2 separate regions of the Athene noctua genome follow, and region 2 is linked to region 1. Evidence: chromatin contacts called from public Hi-C data. All regions are on one chromosome and are shown on one strand. Each heading gives the region's core, a stretch centred on a gene start, on an enhancer-like site or on the middle of the called end of the contact. The rest is flanking DNA. Distances are from core to core; before and after follow the strand shown.

Evidence for each region. Hi-C and Micro-C count contacts between places; a contact is called where the count stands out from the background.
Region 2: a Hi-C map of liver shows a contact between it and region 1, with 5 times the contacts expected there. The contact joins the promoter of HSPA9 here to the promoter of SIL1 in region 1. A contact is called at or near these places in 2 of 2 Hi-C or Micro-C datasets (heart and liver).

What each region holds. Positions count from the first base shown.
Region 1 is chr12:4,896,663-4,904,372 of bAthNoc1.hap1.1, forward strand. It overlaps SIL1 (SIL1 nucleotide exchange factor), which reads left to right and starts at 5,071. Exons shown (of 10, transcript XM_074915812.1): 1 at 5,071-5,130.
Region 2 is chr12:5,267,977-5,275,686 of bAthNoc1.hap1.1, forward strand. It overlaps HSPA9 (heat shock protein family A (Hsp70) member 9), which reads left to right and starts at 3,454. Exons shown (of 17, transcript XM_074915891.1): 1 at 3,454-3,625; 2 at 4,674-4,732; 3 at 6,099-6,186; 4 at 6,300-6,481; 5 at 6,988-7,112. The coding sequence starts at 3,539.

The DNA.
Region 1 (7,710 bases), core at 3,821-6,320:
GTCACAGCTAAGCCGGTGGCACTAAAAACTTGATGTTCCCTTCACACTGGATATGTACCCACCAGGTCCCTCTGCTGTTGCTACAGGCTTTATTCTCCTCTCTGCTTCTAAATCATTTGTGCATGACGTCCTAGGAAAGCAGGTTTGAATTGATCACCCTTGCTACCTTATCTAATTTAATCCAAACCTGATACCAAACAGGAGTGAGGGAAGCCCGGTGGGGAGCCTGCATGTGGCAAACCGCTTGGCTGTGATGAACGGCATTGTTAATAACCTGTAATGAAATGCTGGAGTCATCTGGTATTGCTGGGCTCTTGAAATAAGTCAGAGCCTGCCCTTACTCCCCTGCCTGATGCTACCAGGCTCCCACAAAGGCCAAGCCATCCTGCGGAGGCATTCGAGAGGGAGAAGAGTTGTCAGGGGACTGACACCCACCAGGACCCCAACCCCAAGCTGTGCCACCACTGCACGGGCAGCAGCTCACCCAGAAACCCTCATGCTTTGCCCCCTGGTCCCACTGGAAGAGCCTCCCCATGAGCAGGGACTGCCTTCGGCTCATCTCATCGCATTTACTGCTCTGGAGCCTCTGAGGGACTGACAGCAAAAGCCCTTGGATGAGTCTTTTTTTTTTTTTTTGGATGGTGAATGAAATAGTATTTGGGCTGCTGGTGATGAGAGGCTTCAAGTGGGACACAGCTGATCCTTACGGCAATTTGGCTGACGCTGACATGGCAGAACTGGTCCTGCAAAAGTCCCCACGTCCCAGCACACAAAATGGGTGAGAAAAAGCATTTTTAAAAGCAAGTGGGGTAACCCTGCAGATCCAATGCCAGCCCATCTCAAGCCCAGGGCTCACCACTGTTCTCTCTGGATGAGTATGTGCTGCAAAAATTGTCTGCTTTGAACTCAGACTGGGTTATGACTCAATCCTTGGGTTGTAAAGACGTGTTTCATCATCTCAGTGTGGAAAGTGGCTGCTGCCAGCTCTCTGGCAGCAGTGAGGCCGGCCAGGGCAGGCTGGGAGGGAATGCAGCATGATGCCAGAGCTGCAGGTCGTTAATTACACCCACTGGAGCCTGAATTTCATCTAATCTTTTGGAGTTACGGCACAACACAAAAGGTTGAGGGGAAGTAAAGGCTGAAGAGGAAAAGTGTTTCAGACAAAAATTCTGGTAGGACTCTCTTCCCAGTGACTGTCTGGCCACAAATCCATCTATTTTGGTGCAAGTGTGGAGTGCAAAGCCCAGACCGGCCACCTGGAAACTCAACCTAATGAGTGTCCTGCAGCCTGTGGAGTTTGCTTATCCAGGAGAATGATACCTTTCATGGTCCTGAGGTCCTCCCAGGCGGTAAAGGGCAATCAACCCCTCCTGCTGACAGCAGCTCGGTGCAGGAGCCCCGTGAAGGCGGCAGGGTGATCAGGGAGAGCCCTGGTGTGGTGGGGACAGGAGGTTCCCCAGTGCCCATCAGCTGCCTGCAGATGTCTGTGCCTCCCTCTGCTCTGCTTCAAACAGCATCTCAGGGCTTTTTTCTGGGTCTGCCCCAAACGAAAGCTACTTGCAGGTACTTTAGCATGAAAAAACCACCAAAAACTAAGAGTTAACTGGTAAGGAGCAGCGCTGCTTAACTTCACAGCAATGGAACCTTGTTACTTGATTTTGCTTTTGGACTTAAATTGGATGTCTGATTATGTGTCTGGGGGTATTTGGCACCAGCTGGGTAATTCCATTTCTGACCAACTTCAGGACAGAGCTGAGCTGATGGAGAAGCCATATGGCCCTGAGGAAGGCTCTGAGGAGAAGAGGTGGCTCCAGCCAAGCACGTGGCAGTCCTGGTCACAAACCCACATGCCTTCTCCTGAAGAAAATCTGAATTTCTGATAGCCCAGGAGTCACCCTCCCTGCACCATCCCTGCAGTGACTGTACTGTCTCACCTCCAGCTCGTACTCAGGAAGCAGCAGTCCTTGAAATCAAGTAATTAGGCCCAACTGCAAAGGCAAGGAAAAGTTTTATTGACTTTATTGTGACAGTGAATCACACCACAGTGTCATGCTATTGATCTGGGCTTGTGCTAAGCAAGGGCAAGTTTCGTATCATCCTGCCTGGGGTTAAACAAGCTCTCCCTGCTGCTCAGGCCTAGGACTGGCCCAACTTTTCTAGGCTCTTAGTCTAGTTCACTGTTAAACTTGTGAAGCTGTTGACTGAGAAGATGTCAGTGCCATTCTGCAGGGAATAACCCCTTTCTGCACCCTCAGCTTTTCTGACTTCCTCTTTTGAACAGCTCAGCGCTATTGATAAGGGAAGACTGAGGTGCCGGTGGCACGGTATTTGGGGATACCAGTGGCTCTGGGCTAGCAGGCAGCCTGCGGGACCTGGGCAGCGGTGCCTGGTTGTCTCTGCCTGGGAGAGAGGAGCAGACAGAACCCAGCCCTGAATCCCACACTACGCTCAAAGCCGAGCTGCTTTGAGCAAAGCTTGCCCTTAAAAGAAGGTATTTAAACAGAAGGAATCAATTGCGTTAAGTGCAAATTCATCTGTTGATGCTGCTGTCCGGGGGCAGAGCAGCCGTTTACTGCAGCTTGTGATGCTGGGGAATCAGCGGCTCTGTGCTCATTAACGCTCTGGGCCACTAACGATGCCCAGAAGTGGCTGCAAACAAAGACAACTGAAGTCTGAAGGATTAATGCTGCCTCCCACCAATGCAGCCCGCAATCCATCAATTACCTATCTGCTTAGTCCTTTTCTCCATCCTTTTACAATCTAAATAGCACATTTTATAGTCGCTGCTAAGTGATGTGATCAACATCAATTACCTACTAAAAGAGAATCAAGTCTTGATTTAAAATTAAGTGCTGCATTTTGCCATGTTCTTTATATGTAGCCAACAGAATAATTGCAGTGACATAAAAACTAATTACACAACTCCACAATTAGGCCTCCCTCCTAGTGCTGTGATTGTCTTTAAGTACATTGATGAAAAATTACTCCCAGCCCTAAATTACTCTATCACACCCATCTTCTCCAATACCTTTGAAAAAAAAACCCCTGCATCCCATCAGATCAAACAGAAGAACTTGAAATGCAAAAGATAATACATGCAGAGTGTGTTTTCTAATCTCTTTGATGTGCGAGTGGTTTCAGACGGTGGGATTAGGCTGGTATCGCCCCAGGATGCAGCATCGCTGCTCTCTGTGATGATGGACCAAACATCTCATCAAGACTTCCCAAACCGCCTGGGGCTGTCACGGGGCAGTGAGGCCGGAGTCCCAGCACCCTGCCGCATCGCTATCAGGCTGCAACTTGGGGCGAAACTCCTCTTCCCTGTGCTCCAGCTGGCATTTGGCTCTTGAGCTGCAAGCAGAGGAAAGGCCAGCCCTGCCTGACTGCCAGCCTTGGGTCTGGTGCATGAAGAGGTTTTATTGCTGCTCCTGCTGTGTCTGAAAGAGGGGGCTGGCAGAGAGATGACTGATCAACCCATTAGTGCCGTTTCACCTGGCAGAAACAAGGGGAAGAGCAGGATCCAGCTTGCCTGCCCCACCAGAGAGACCACAGCAGGGTTTGGGCAGAGATGAGCCCTGTCCTGAGCTGGTGGCAATGCTGCTTCAGCAGCCAAGCAGGCCCAGAGCCCCAATAGGAAGAGAAAGAAGAGGTTAGAGTATGGCAGCACTTTCACACATCCAAAGGCCAGGAGTTACGTCTTGCCAGATATCACATACCTGCCTGAAAAATCATAAAACCCCAATAAAAAACATAAGCCTCTATAAATCTGTGAAGCACTCCTGATGGGTTATGATTCCAGATTCTGAATACGAGGTGTTTACATCTAACCTAGAAAGACTGAAAACATTTAATTTACTGGCAGTGAAACCTGAGATTTGCTTGCAACCAATCCTCTGCCTCCAGGATGTCTGTGGGTGCTGGCAGCAAAACACAGCACACGGGTGAGTGGAGCCACGGGGCCACGGGCCCAGGGGACAGAGCGGGCATGCAGCTTCCCACAGGTTGCCTTATGCTGTGCCATCCTGTCAGTTGTCACTTGCTGGATATTTAGGCAGTGCAGGTTTAATTTTGGGGCTGTAAGGGTGTTTTTGGCTGCTGCCTGGTGTGTGGTGGAGCCCACGGGCACCCTCAGGCCCAGCCGAGCCCTTGCAGGGGAGGACGGTTGCGTAGCTCCTGACTGGGGGTTTTCTGTCATTTCTGCAATGCCATCACTCAGTCACCAGCGGGGAAAAGGGTGGGAAATGCTTTGGCACCCCGTTTTAATCAGCAGGGTGCTACAAGCTAATGAGGCAGAGGGGACCCACGGGGTCAGGCCTCCAGCAGCCCCCGTGCCTTCCCATCCGACTTTCTCGCCTCTTGTTCAGTTCAGCATGGTCCAAGGCTGTGAATTAACACCCTTGTACTTACCTGAAACTTCACCACCTCCCTCAAAACGTGTGAAAAATAAAGAGGGTGCTGAAGCAGCCGGCGGCAGGGAAGATGTGATGTGTAAGGCCAACCACATCTCCCGAACCTCGCAAATCCTACCACCTTCCTCCCCACAGCCCGTCGGGGGCCGGGGAGTTCAGGTCGCCCCAGCACAGGCGGGTCGAGGCTGCAGCGGGCAGGACAGGCCCAGGGGCCAGGCACCCTTCCCCGGCTGCACCCCGGGGGCTCCGGGCTCCCCCAGGTCGGGGCTGGGGGGGAGGGGGTACACCGGGAGGGCGGTCTCCACCCCACCACCCGAGCCCGAGGGCCGCCGCCCGGCGAGGAAAGGTCCCGGTGCTCGCGGCGTAAGGCCACGCCGAAAGCAAGCAGACGTTACTCGGGAAAGCCATTTATTTTACCCTTTTTTCCCTAAAACCGGTACGGAAAGGCGACGGTCAGTCAGCCCGTCCTTCCCTCAGGGCGACCGAATTTCTTCGGGGCCTGGCTCCGCCTCGGCGGGGCTGGTGTCCGCGGCCCGGGACAGGCAGCGTGCCCACGGCCAGGGCGAACGGAGCCGCCGCCCCCCGCCAGGGCCGCTCACGGGGCCGCCAGCGCGGCGGCCCCGCCTCACGGGAGGGGGCGCGGCCGAGGGCGTGGCCACCGCATCGGCGAGCGCGGATTGGCCGGGGCGGGGGCTGAGCGGAGCGTGCGCAGTGCGGAGCGGTGAGTGGGGGGGCGCGGGGGCCGCGGCGGGGGCGCTGGCCCGGACCCCGGTGCCCTGGGCCGCTGCTCGGGGCCGGCGGTCGGCCGCCGCCTCCCGCGCCGGAGCGGGCCCTGCCGGTTCCCTCGTTCGGGGAGAGCCGGTGATGAGGCCTGGCTGGGGCGGGGGCCGCCTGCCGCCCTGCGCTCCCGCAGAGGGGGCCCTGCCCGGGCTCTGGGGGCGCAGGGCCCGGAGAGGAGTAACGGCGATTGACCTAAACTCGGGGGGTTCGGCCTGCCTCGGCAGGGCTGGTAAGCGGAGACAGTTGCCTGGGCTGTCCTGTTCTAGAAGTGACCGAAAATCAGGGCCTTGTGGCGGGCGCCTGCCCACAAAATGTGGGACAAGGTGCTCAGGCAGATGAGAATCCCTTACCCTGAAAGATTTTAAATACAAATTCAACAAAACAGGAGCAGTTTGGAATCTGCCTTGCACCTGAGGATGGGCTGGGTGACTGCAGGCCCCCTTTGCACTCGGGCAGTTCTGGAGTGACAGTGTGCTGGTACCTTTGGTGTAGCTCTGGGCTGTTAAAATGGATTTTTCCTCTGGGTATGCACTCGGTAACATGAGGCCTGAGTTTTAAACTGTTTAATTATTTTGGTACAAGCTTGCATATGGCTCTCTTGCTGGAGAACTAGTGAAATTGCATGTTGCATAAAGCCAGGGAGTGAAAACTGAGCCTGAGCAAATGGGATTTTGTATATAAACAATATTTGGAATATTGCCTTACAGTGTTTAACTTTAGTGGTTGACTAACACTCGCATTAGAAGTAATCTTTGACAAATAATCAACACTACCCGCCTCACAAGATGGCCTGGCTTTACACTAACAAGTTCTGTAGACACAATTTCTTAGGGGCAAGTTATTTATTTTTACAGTGTTTTGCTGATAGAACTAACCTAGTACAAATATGCCTTAGAGGCAGAAAGTATGACTTCACTGATACTGTTTAATTTGCTTGCCAAAAGAGTATAATCTGCACAGACATTTCTGTTGGTAGAGCTCTGTGTGAGGAGGCTGCCCCAGCGTACAGCTGTGGTAGGAAGCCTTTTAAATGCAGATAAGTCCCTACGGCTTAGAAGCCGATGACACACCCTGCCGTTTACCAAACATCCTACTGCAGTGTTTCTGTTCTGTGTGATCCTTTTGAATGCTCTGCAAGTAGCATTGTTAAGGGATGGACTTATTTTTCGGCTTTTCTTTCCCCCAACTCTCCCGTAAAATGACCCGTGCTGGTATTTTTTCCAGCAGCCTCCAAGGCATTTATATGGTGAAGACATCCAAAGTCTTGCCTCGGAAACTTTGATGTAGAAGTGCATAACAGAGGTGTGAGTGCCCCGTCTGCAAGTTCCTGTGGTCTGCGGTCTGTGTGGCCACATATTTAGTAGATTTGAAGGGATACTGATATGTTCCTTTTAAAGAAGTAAGCTGGAAACTGGCAATTCCTAGTGAGTTATCAGAACAGCCCTTGGACCTGCAGTGACATCCCTGTGCCCTAGAGCAACACGAGATCAGTGCTGATGCTATTGTTGCCACCTTCTCCTTTTTTCAGTTGAGAATTTTTTTAGCCAGAGCAATAAAACACCTGAAAAATTCTCCAGCACCCTCAGACCCTCTCTGCCTGCTCTTACTTGGTGAGGAGTTGTAAGGCTACTTAAATACCGATGTCAAGCTGGACAGGTGTGGTTGAAAGCACGTCAGCTATACCCTGAGAATTTGCAAGTCACTGGATTATTGGGATAAATTTAGGGATAATAGTCAGCCTTTCTATGTGCTAATCCTCTCTGCTACTGACTCCCTCAGTGGCTTTTATAACCCACCTCAGCTCTCTTACTGCTCAGCTTCCCCCTCTGAGAAATAATGTTTAACTTGCACTCGTGAAGTAGGTGAATCAGCGTTAATTAAGATTTGTCGAGTGCTTTGTTGATAGGTTCCCTATGAAACCAGTTACTATTTTTTATTAACACACAGATATTCTTAGCACCTGAAGTGAAAAATGACACAACACTTGGGATCTTCTGGGAAACAGCCCTATGAAAGGAGACAGCACGTGCTGACGAAGGCTTTGTCAAATCTCTTTTGGCTGCAGTTCATGAGGCAGCTTGCTCCTAAAGCTCTGACTGAAAAACCCCTCAAATCCTCATGAGTCATTGGCAAATCTTAAACGTTCCTGGAAGTTCAGCCCCACTTTTGTATAAGATTTGTAGATCTTACTCCCTTGCTGGGTTTCTCCCAGAGCCTTCAGTTGGGGTTTGGTGCAGCTACTCTCGCCCACTTTTAATCACCTTGTTTTGATGTTTTCAATTGCTTTCAGCAATCCTTGCCTCAAATTATTCTGTCTGGGGCAGGGAGGGCTGGCCCGCTGGGCTGGGTGATGACCCTTATGGGCTAGAGCCCATTGCACAGGTCGGTAGGGCTGTTTGGGGGTAAGGGGGGAGGAGGGGCCCTTGCCCTTCCCCACGGGCAGCCCAGGCCAGTGTCTCTCGCCCTGCAGGGCCTGGGAAGGTGTCTTCACTGCCAAAGTAGTTTGGTGCAAATTGAGCTG
Region 2 (7,710 bases), core at 2,204-4,703, 370 kb after region 1:
TTGTATAGGGGCGAGATGTGGTTTTCTGCTCCCTCCGGTCGCCTGCATCCTCAGCTGAGTGACAGGTCTCTGCCACATGCACTGTAGGAAGAAGGTCTGGTGAGCTGCTGGCAGACTCATGGGCAGCCGTCACAACTGTCTTGTTGCTGGTTTGTTGCTTCTGTGTTGCTTTCTGAATTATTTTGTGATGCTCTACAGGCTGATGCTTGTTGCCAGCCTCACTGGCATCATGGGGCTGAAACCAGGGAAGCCTGGAAGGCTGCTGTGGGGTTGACCAGCTCTGTGTTGAATGCCCACCCCAACCCTTGTGTCCCTGCTGCGATGCCCCCAAGATGATTACCCAGCCAAGCATCAGACTAATGATTCATTACAACACTGGTACATAGGAGCTATTAAACACCCAAGCTGAAGAGAAACGCCTGCATCCCTTCCTCCTCTGCAAATGGGAGGGCTTATTTTTGCCCTCTTCTCATCACTCCAGCCCTCCTTTCCCCCAGCCAGCCCTTCACTAAGCATGTGGGGATAACCCTGAATTCATATACGAGTTTCCCCTCCTGCGCACTGAGTGTGGGGTAGACTCAGTTTCTGATTCACCCTGACTCAGGGTGCAGCCTGATGCCACGCTGTGTTTGATCCATCACTGCTTTTTCTATTAGACTCTGTTTTGGTGGGCAGCAAAGCAACTGAAGGGCAGCTGTTTTGGCAGCTACCTCAGCAAGCCTTTTCACACTGGGTCACCTAAAGTCATGCTGTCATCGCTCGGGGTAACTCCAATGCACCTAGGAGCCAAAGATCAGGAGCTGCCCTTAAATCTTTGCCAGTGGGAAATAATGAAGGTGGAGAAGCTAATGCAGAGATCCCTGCAGGCCTTGTCACACTGCCAGCAGCCCCGGCCTGCCTCAGCACGAGCAGATGCCTTCAATGTGCTTCTTCCACTGAAAACTGTGTATAACCTCCTTGCATTTTTGCCATTTACAGTGACATCCTTCTGAGACAGATGCCTATGGAGCTGACAAATGCAGCCAAGTGGCTTGAGGCTTTGTATGAAAGGAGTTATGGCCCCACTCTGCTCCTGCAGGCATCAAGCAAATGCTCTGCTGCTGATCTCTGTGGGAGCGGGGACAGGACATCCACGTGGAGCCCTACGTTTGCAGCTGCCAAAGGGCTGCCTCGCTGCGAGACCAGTCTCTGCAGTGCTTCAAAGCAGCCTTGTGTCTGGCAACAGTTAACAGGGAGAAAATTAATTGGGTCCCCACAGGGCAGCTCCTTCACACTGTTTCTGTGTCACTGGGTTGTGGGCAGCTGGTACCTGGTCCTTGCTGCAGATTGTCCGAGAGGAATAGTATCACCCTCCCTCCCTGGCAGTCCCTCACAGTTTTTTGCCTTTCCTTAGGAAGGCTCAAGGGCAAGTAAGGGCAAGCTCAGGGGCCAGTCCTGCTTGATGCAGAGCATCCTCTGGTCACTTGAAGCCAGCAAGCTGGAAGCTGTGGCTCTCTTGCAGGGGGAGAGCAGAAGGTGCAAAGGACACCGCAAGTGGTGCAGCTGAGGGCAACAACTAAGGGCAATCTGAAGCCCAAAGCTGTGACTCTTAATGAGCATCTCTCATCTCAGGAGGGGAGACTCAACTTGCCTGCTGGCTTTTTACCGGGGACTTCTGGGCGTTCTGAGGGCCCTCACGGCCTGCTGTTTGCTGTGCCTGGAAGGCAGACACGCAGGCACTGATACCTAAAGTCAGCCAGACCTCGAGGTGCCCTGCCCACAGCTGCTGCACATCACATCTGTCTCCTTACAAGCAGCCGGAGGGGGGATTTTGCGAGCAGGAGAATTTCCTCTTTTACCACCTCTGCAGAGACTGCTGAAACAGATTCGCCTGTTGCTTTGTCAGCAGCTGTCTGAGCGACTCCTGTCAGGGCCCAGGGTGAAGGGCTTGTTTGCTGCGGGATGGCACATGCTGCCTTTCTCCCCTCGGAGATGAGTGCGGGAGGAGTGGCGCAGACAGAGCTCCCAGAGAGCCGCTTCTAAGTGCGTTAGTGTTTTAATTGCAGCCTTGCCAAAACTTGGGAGTTGTTAGTGATATGAATTAAGCTGTCATTCTCCAAGGCTTATGATTCACAGGAGCAGCCTGGAAGCAGCGCTAGCACGGCTGGCTGCTGCCCCTTTCTGGCGATGAGAGAGGGTGACACTCGTACGTACCCTCCTCCTACGTGGCTGGATTAGAGGTGGCCCATCCCAGGACTCCGTATTTACATACGCAAAGATGCCCTAGCGAGCAAGTCAGGTTTTTCTGAGCCACGCAGAAACACTCTGAGCGGTTATCCTGGGTGCACGCTAATCCTGGCGCAGTTATACCGGCTGGTATTTCCCGGGCCCCAGCGATGGTCCCGAACCCCAGGAATGAACCCGCTCACGCAGCAACAGGCAGCCGAGCCCTGCCTTCCCCTCCGCCTAACCCAGGGACCCGTCCCAAACCCGCAGTGCTGGCGGGGACGAGCAGCCACGGCCCATGCTGCTCCTCGGGAGAGCCGGTGCTGGGGAAACGATGAGCTTCCACGGGCAATCCAGGCATCCCCAGCGGGCGGGAAGGCGGCCTTTCGGGAAGCGGGGAGCGCGTCTGAGCCCGCGTTGGTGGAGCACCGGTGCTGGGCTCCACACTTCTAGCTTCCAGAGGGGTTTAGCTGAATGTGCCTTTGGGGAAAAGTCATAAAACTGGCATAACTGGGGAAGAAATGAAGACACACCGCAGACAGAGAGACCTGCTGCGTGCCAAACTGGTACAGCCTTGCCTTCGGCCGTGCCCCCACCGTTCCTGGGAGCCGTGCGGCGGCTCGGGCCCTGCACTGGCGGGCCCGCGGCTCACCCCGCCCGCAGGGGGCGGCCTCAGGGTGGACCGTGTCCCACGCTCCCGAGCCCCGGGGCTCAGTTCAACCGAAGAGCGGGACCAAAGCGGCCCACGGGCCCGGCACCCGGGACTGCCCGCGGCCCCCGCCCCATCGCGGCCCCCCGCCCCATCGCGCATGCGCGCACTCCTCCCGCGGCCTGCGCAGCCGCAGTGGGACGGCCCGCCCCCTCTCCCCCCGCGCATGCGCTGCAGCACCAGCGCCGGCCGCGCAGGCGGGTCCCGGGCCGAGCCGCGCATGCGCGCCGCCCGTCCTGACGCAAGGCCGCTGCAATCGCTCTGCGCTTTATCCTGTCCGACCTTGAGTGCGCGGCCGCCCGCAGGACCCGGGCTGTCCTGAGCTGTGCCGGTGTGCACTCGGCCTCTTCGGCGCCCGTTTCTCGCCCGAGTCCCCGCCGGCCGAGGTAGCGAGCTCTCTCACGGTCTCACAAAGGCAGCGCGCAGCCGCTCTCCGGGTGTTGGTGTCCGAGCGGAGCGCCGAAAGGAGCGGGAGGATCAGGCGGTCGCCGCGACAGCCCGCGCCGGGGGTCCTGCGGCGCAATCTCACCCCCCCGCGGCCCACGTGGGTGGAGGTTTCCAGAAGAGCCGCGGCACCGCGCGCACCCTCGTTCCGCCGCCGGCCCGGTCCGCCGCCGCCCCGCCATGCTCAGCGCCAGCCGCGCCGCCGCGCGCCTCCCTCTGCTCCTGCCGCGCGCCGCGCCCGCTCCCGCGCCCCCCGGGCTGGCGCAGGTGCGCGGGGGGCGGCCGGGGCCGCCGAGGGACGAGGGGAGGCCGGGGGGGCATGGCGGGAGGCCGGGGGGGCGCTCTCAGCGTCCGAGGGACGACCCCGGCGGCGCCGGGCCCGGGCCGCTGGCCCTTGGGGTGTCTCAGTACTGGGGAGATTTTATTGGGAAAACTGTGAATCGGAGCGTGGGGCGTAGCGGCAGCCGGTGGGGAGGGCGCACCGGGAGCGCGCTCCGCGTGCCGGGGCCTGTTTTCAGGGAAGTTTGTCGTGAGATTGGACAATTCCTCACCCACCGTCTGAAAATGATAGCGGAGATGGGGCGGGACGGGACGGCGGTTTGTGAGCGGGCACGGGCGCCAGGCCCCGCAGCCCCGAGCAGGCCTCGGATCCGGACGCGGGGCCGGCCTGCTCCCTCCCGGCCCTTCACCCTTACCCGCGCACGGGGCGCGGCTAGGCCAGGTTCTCGAAGAGTTAGCAAAATATTCCTGTCTTGGTGTGGTCCTGCTTCTCTTTAAGATGTTTTATTTAAATCTCGCTCTCAGAAAAAGGAGTAATGCTTTTGGGCTTCTCCAAGATACTGACTTGCATGCTCAGAGTTACGGCCACTGCAGAAGGTTTAAAGAGTCACTGTAAAATCTCGACTGCAGATTCTTCGAGGGATGTAGTAGGTCATTTGCTGCTGACCACGCATAAAGCTTGGAGAAATGGAGTTAATGTTTATCTGCTGCTGTTCATTCAAAGCTGAAATTTCAGAGTTAATTGCTGAAATGTCTTTTGCCTGGTGGTATATTTGTAGACTGTTTTGTGAGGGAAACAGCTTTATTTTGGTAACAGAGATCAAGGTTATTCCAGATGAGGAAGTGTAGTAGTTAGTTTCTGATGGTATTCTGAATCTTTCTCAAATTCTCCCTTAGCTTGCACTTAAAATTTTTGAAAATAAAACGTTGTAGAAGGACTGTGTTGCTTCCGAAGTTGTTTACCTTTGAAAGTCTTGACTTGAAGATCACTTAATGTTTAAAACTGAATTTTCATTAGAATGTCTTCATTTTATAGACATTCTGGAATGGCCTCAGTCAAAATGTTCTCAGAGCAGCATCCAGCAGAAAATATGCGTAAGTATTTCCTTGTTTTTTCATGTTTGGCCGTTTGAGATTTATATCTACTCTCCTCCACAACTGATTATGGAGTCACAGGTGGACTGATGGAGTAAAGCCAGCAAGATAAAACCAGAACCTATGCGTGTAACTTTTCTAAGACTGTTTCTTTCTTTTGTTTTTTTCAGGGGAACTGTTCTTCCCCTGTTTTCCCACCAACAGTAGCATCAACAAAATGTGGATCATTGAGATTTGTTTGATTTAAAACAAACAAAAGAAACCCAAACCAAAATACAAAACAAACAAAAAAATACCCCAAACGTTGATGGGACAAATTGTTTTACGCTGGCATGAAACAAGAGTGATGCAGGGCTCCATTTCACTACAGATAAAGTTTATTTCAAATGGCTCATGCATTTTAATCATTTGTTTTTCTTGTTGGAAGATAATGGGTAGAGAGTAGCAGTTAGTTGTGTAACTTTGTCAGATGTTTTGTGGTTGATGCTGATTCAGGACACAGAATGGGAAATGTGTTTGTGTTAGGAAAACTGCCCAGTTCTGGTTAGCACAGAGAAACCGAGCAGTTGCACGTTTCCAAGATCACCACTTTATGTTATTTGATGTGGAGTTAGAGCAACTTAGCACCTTGGAGAGAGAGGGTGATAGCCTGGGAATAAACATGGTCCTGCTCTGCCCTCAGGATGCTTTCTCCATCCCAGAACATGACTTTGTTTATAACGCAAAGGTATGATACAGGAGTTCGCTCTAGCCTTGAAAGGGGTAAGACACCCTTCCTACAAAGGAGGAGGTTCAGATTTGTCTTGTGTAAGAACAACTTCCATTCCAGAATTAATTTGTTGCTCCTCAGGATCAAAAAGTTATCTCTGGCTCAGAGAACCCTGCGTAGGTTGAGTATTTTTTTATCGTTGTGTATTCTTTGTGCTAATCAATGATAAATAAACCAATTTATTATTAGCGTTTTGACTCTGGGTGGATGTTTTAAAACAAGTGTGAAGGTCAAAGGTAACCCAAAACAAGTCCTGTCTGTGTAGGGACAGAATTAGTTATGACTTTGTTTTATGTCAGAATCTTAAGAGATGTTGAGAATATATGTAGTACAGATTACTCTGGGGAAGAATAATATTTTATACAGTTACTTAAACAAGTGAGCATTTGCCTATAAGTGATCTGATTGAACACAGAGGCATAAGGTTATATTCCAGTGTAAGAGTCAGAGAACACCTTAGGTCAGATTACAGTGTGTATTTGCTTCAGCATCTAGTGAAAAACCACTTTATCCTGTCTTCAGGATAGAAAGGTTTTTTTGCTGTTCAGTTATTTTCCTTTAGTGGTAATTTTATTTTTCTCATAATATGCTTTACAGCTCAGAAGCAATTAAAGGTGCCGTTATTGGAATTGATTTGGGTACAACAAACTCCTGCGTGGCAGTCATGGAAGGAAAACAAGCAAAAGTGAGTAAAAAATGAATGTCAGCTTGCAGTAACGTTATTAGAAGTGGAATGTCCAAACTAGCATTCTTGGAGGCAGTGCTTTTTGACGGCACCCTGTTACATTTTTTACACAGGTGCTGGAAAACTCCGAAGGCGCCAGGACAACCCCTTCAGTTGTGGCATTTACAGCGGATGGGGAGCGCTTGGTGGGAATGCCGGCAAAGCGGCAGGCGGTGACCAACCCACACAACACCTTCTACGCCACCAAGCGCCTCATCGGGCGGCGCTTTGACGACTCTGAAGTGAAGAAGGATATGTGAGTGAGGGTGGAGAGCAATTCCACTACCAGCAGGGATGCGAAAAATATAACACTGTGTAGCATGACATTTTAAAATACAACTCTCTTGGCTGAAGTAGCTATGCCCTCATGTCTCAGGGTGTGATTGCTTATATTCTGGGGGCCAGGCTGTATTTTGCTCCATCAGTTGCTGATCATACTAAGGTTTTTGGATAAGAATTAAAAAAGCCTTGCTGATGCTGTACAGAATGGTCAGCATCTACCAATGAAGGCTTTTCTCATTCTTGAGGGCGTTTATAATTAAAGCTGTATGATCATACCTAAGGCTTACGATTAAATGATGTAGCTGATTAAAAGCAGAAGTATATTTGAAATTCTGAGACTCCCTGGTTCTGAGGCTGATGTTGGCAAGTTCAGTATTTTTTGTCTAGAACTTGGGTGTGTTCATCTGCTGATGCTAATTGTAGGGTTTTGTGCTGTATGCTGATACAGAAATTTGAGTGTGGAATACTTCTGTTTTTTAGTAAGAATGTTCCATTTAAAATTGTCCGTGCCTCCAACGGTGACGCCTGGGTAGAGGCTCATGGGAAACTCTATTCTCCAAGCCAGATCGGTGCCTTCGTACTAATGAAGATGAAGGAAACTGCAGGTTGGTACAGTTTGTGCAGTCTGTGTCCGCAAGTGTGACCTTGGTGCTGGGCCATGACATGGGGAGGGAGGGGAATCCCTGTATAGCAGGCCCTTATGTGGGGCAGACTGTGGAAGGGTACAGTGGTGGGCAGTTAGGAAGATCAGTGCCTCCCTCAATCTTGGAGCTTTGGTATTAGTGCTTTATTTCAAATACACTCTTACCAAAATGGAATAGTGATTGAGTTGATGCTCAGTTTGAATTGAATTGAATGCATGCTTACTCAGAAGGGGGAGCCCCTTTCCTTGTAAGCTGCAGTCCCTGTGCCTCCCTGGCTGCAGCTGAGCAGGGGCTGTGGCAGCCAGGCTTTTGAGGGGCTTTGTTCTTACCTACTAGGTACATAGCAAGAAAGGGAGTGTTGAAGGGACCTGGTTTTTAGGCTGAATTAATATCTTCTTAGCTGGTGGTGACTTTAAATCCCCACTAGGGGAAAATATCCTTTGGCCTGGAGAAATATTTTTTTTCTTTTCAATTTCTAATGTGTTTTTAGACTATAATACATAGAGCTAATAGTCAGTAGTTGTTTCCCACAGCCTTGTTTGGTAAAGGTGGTGCATCC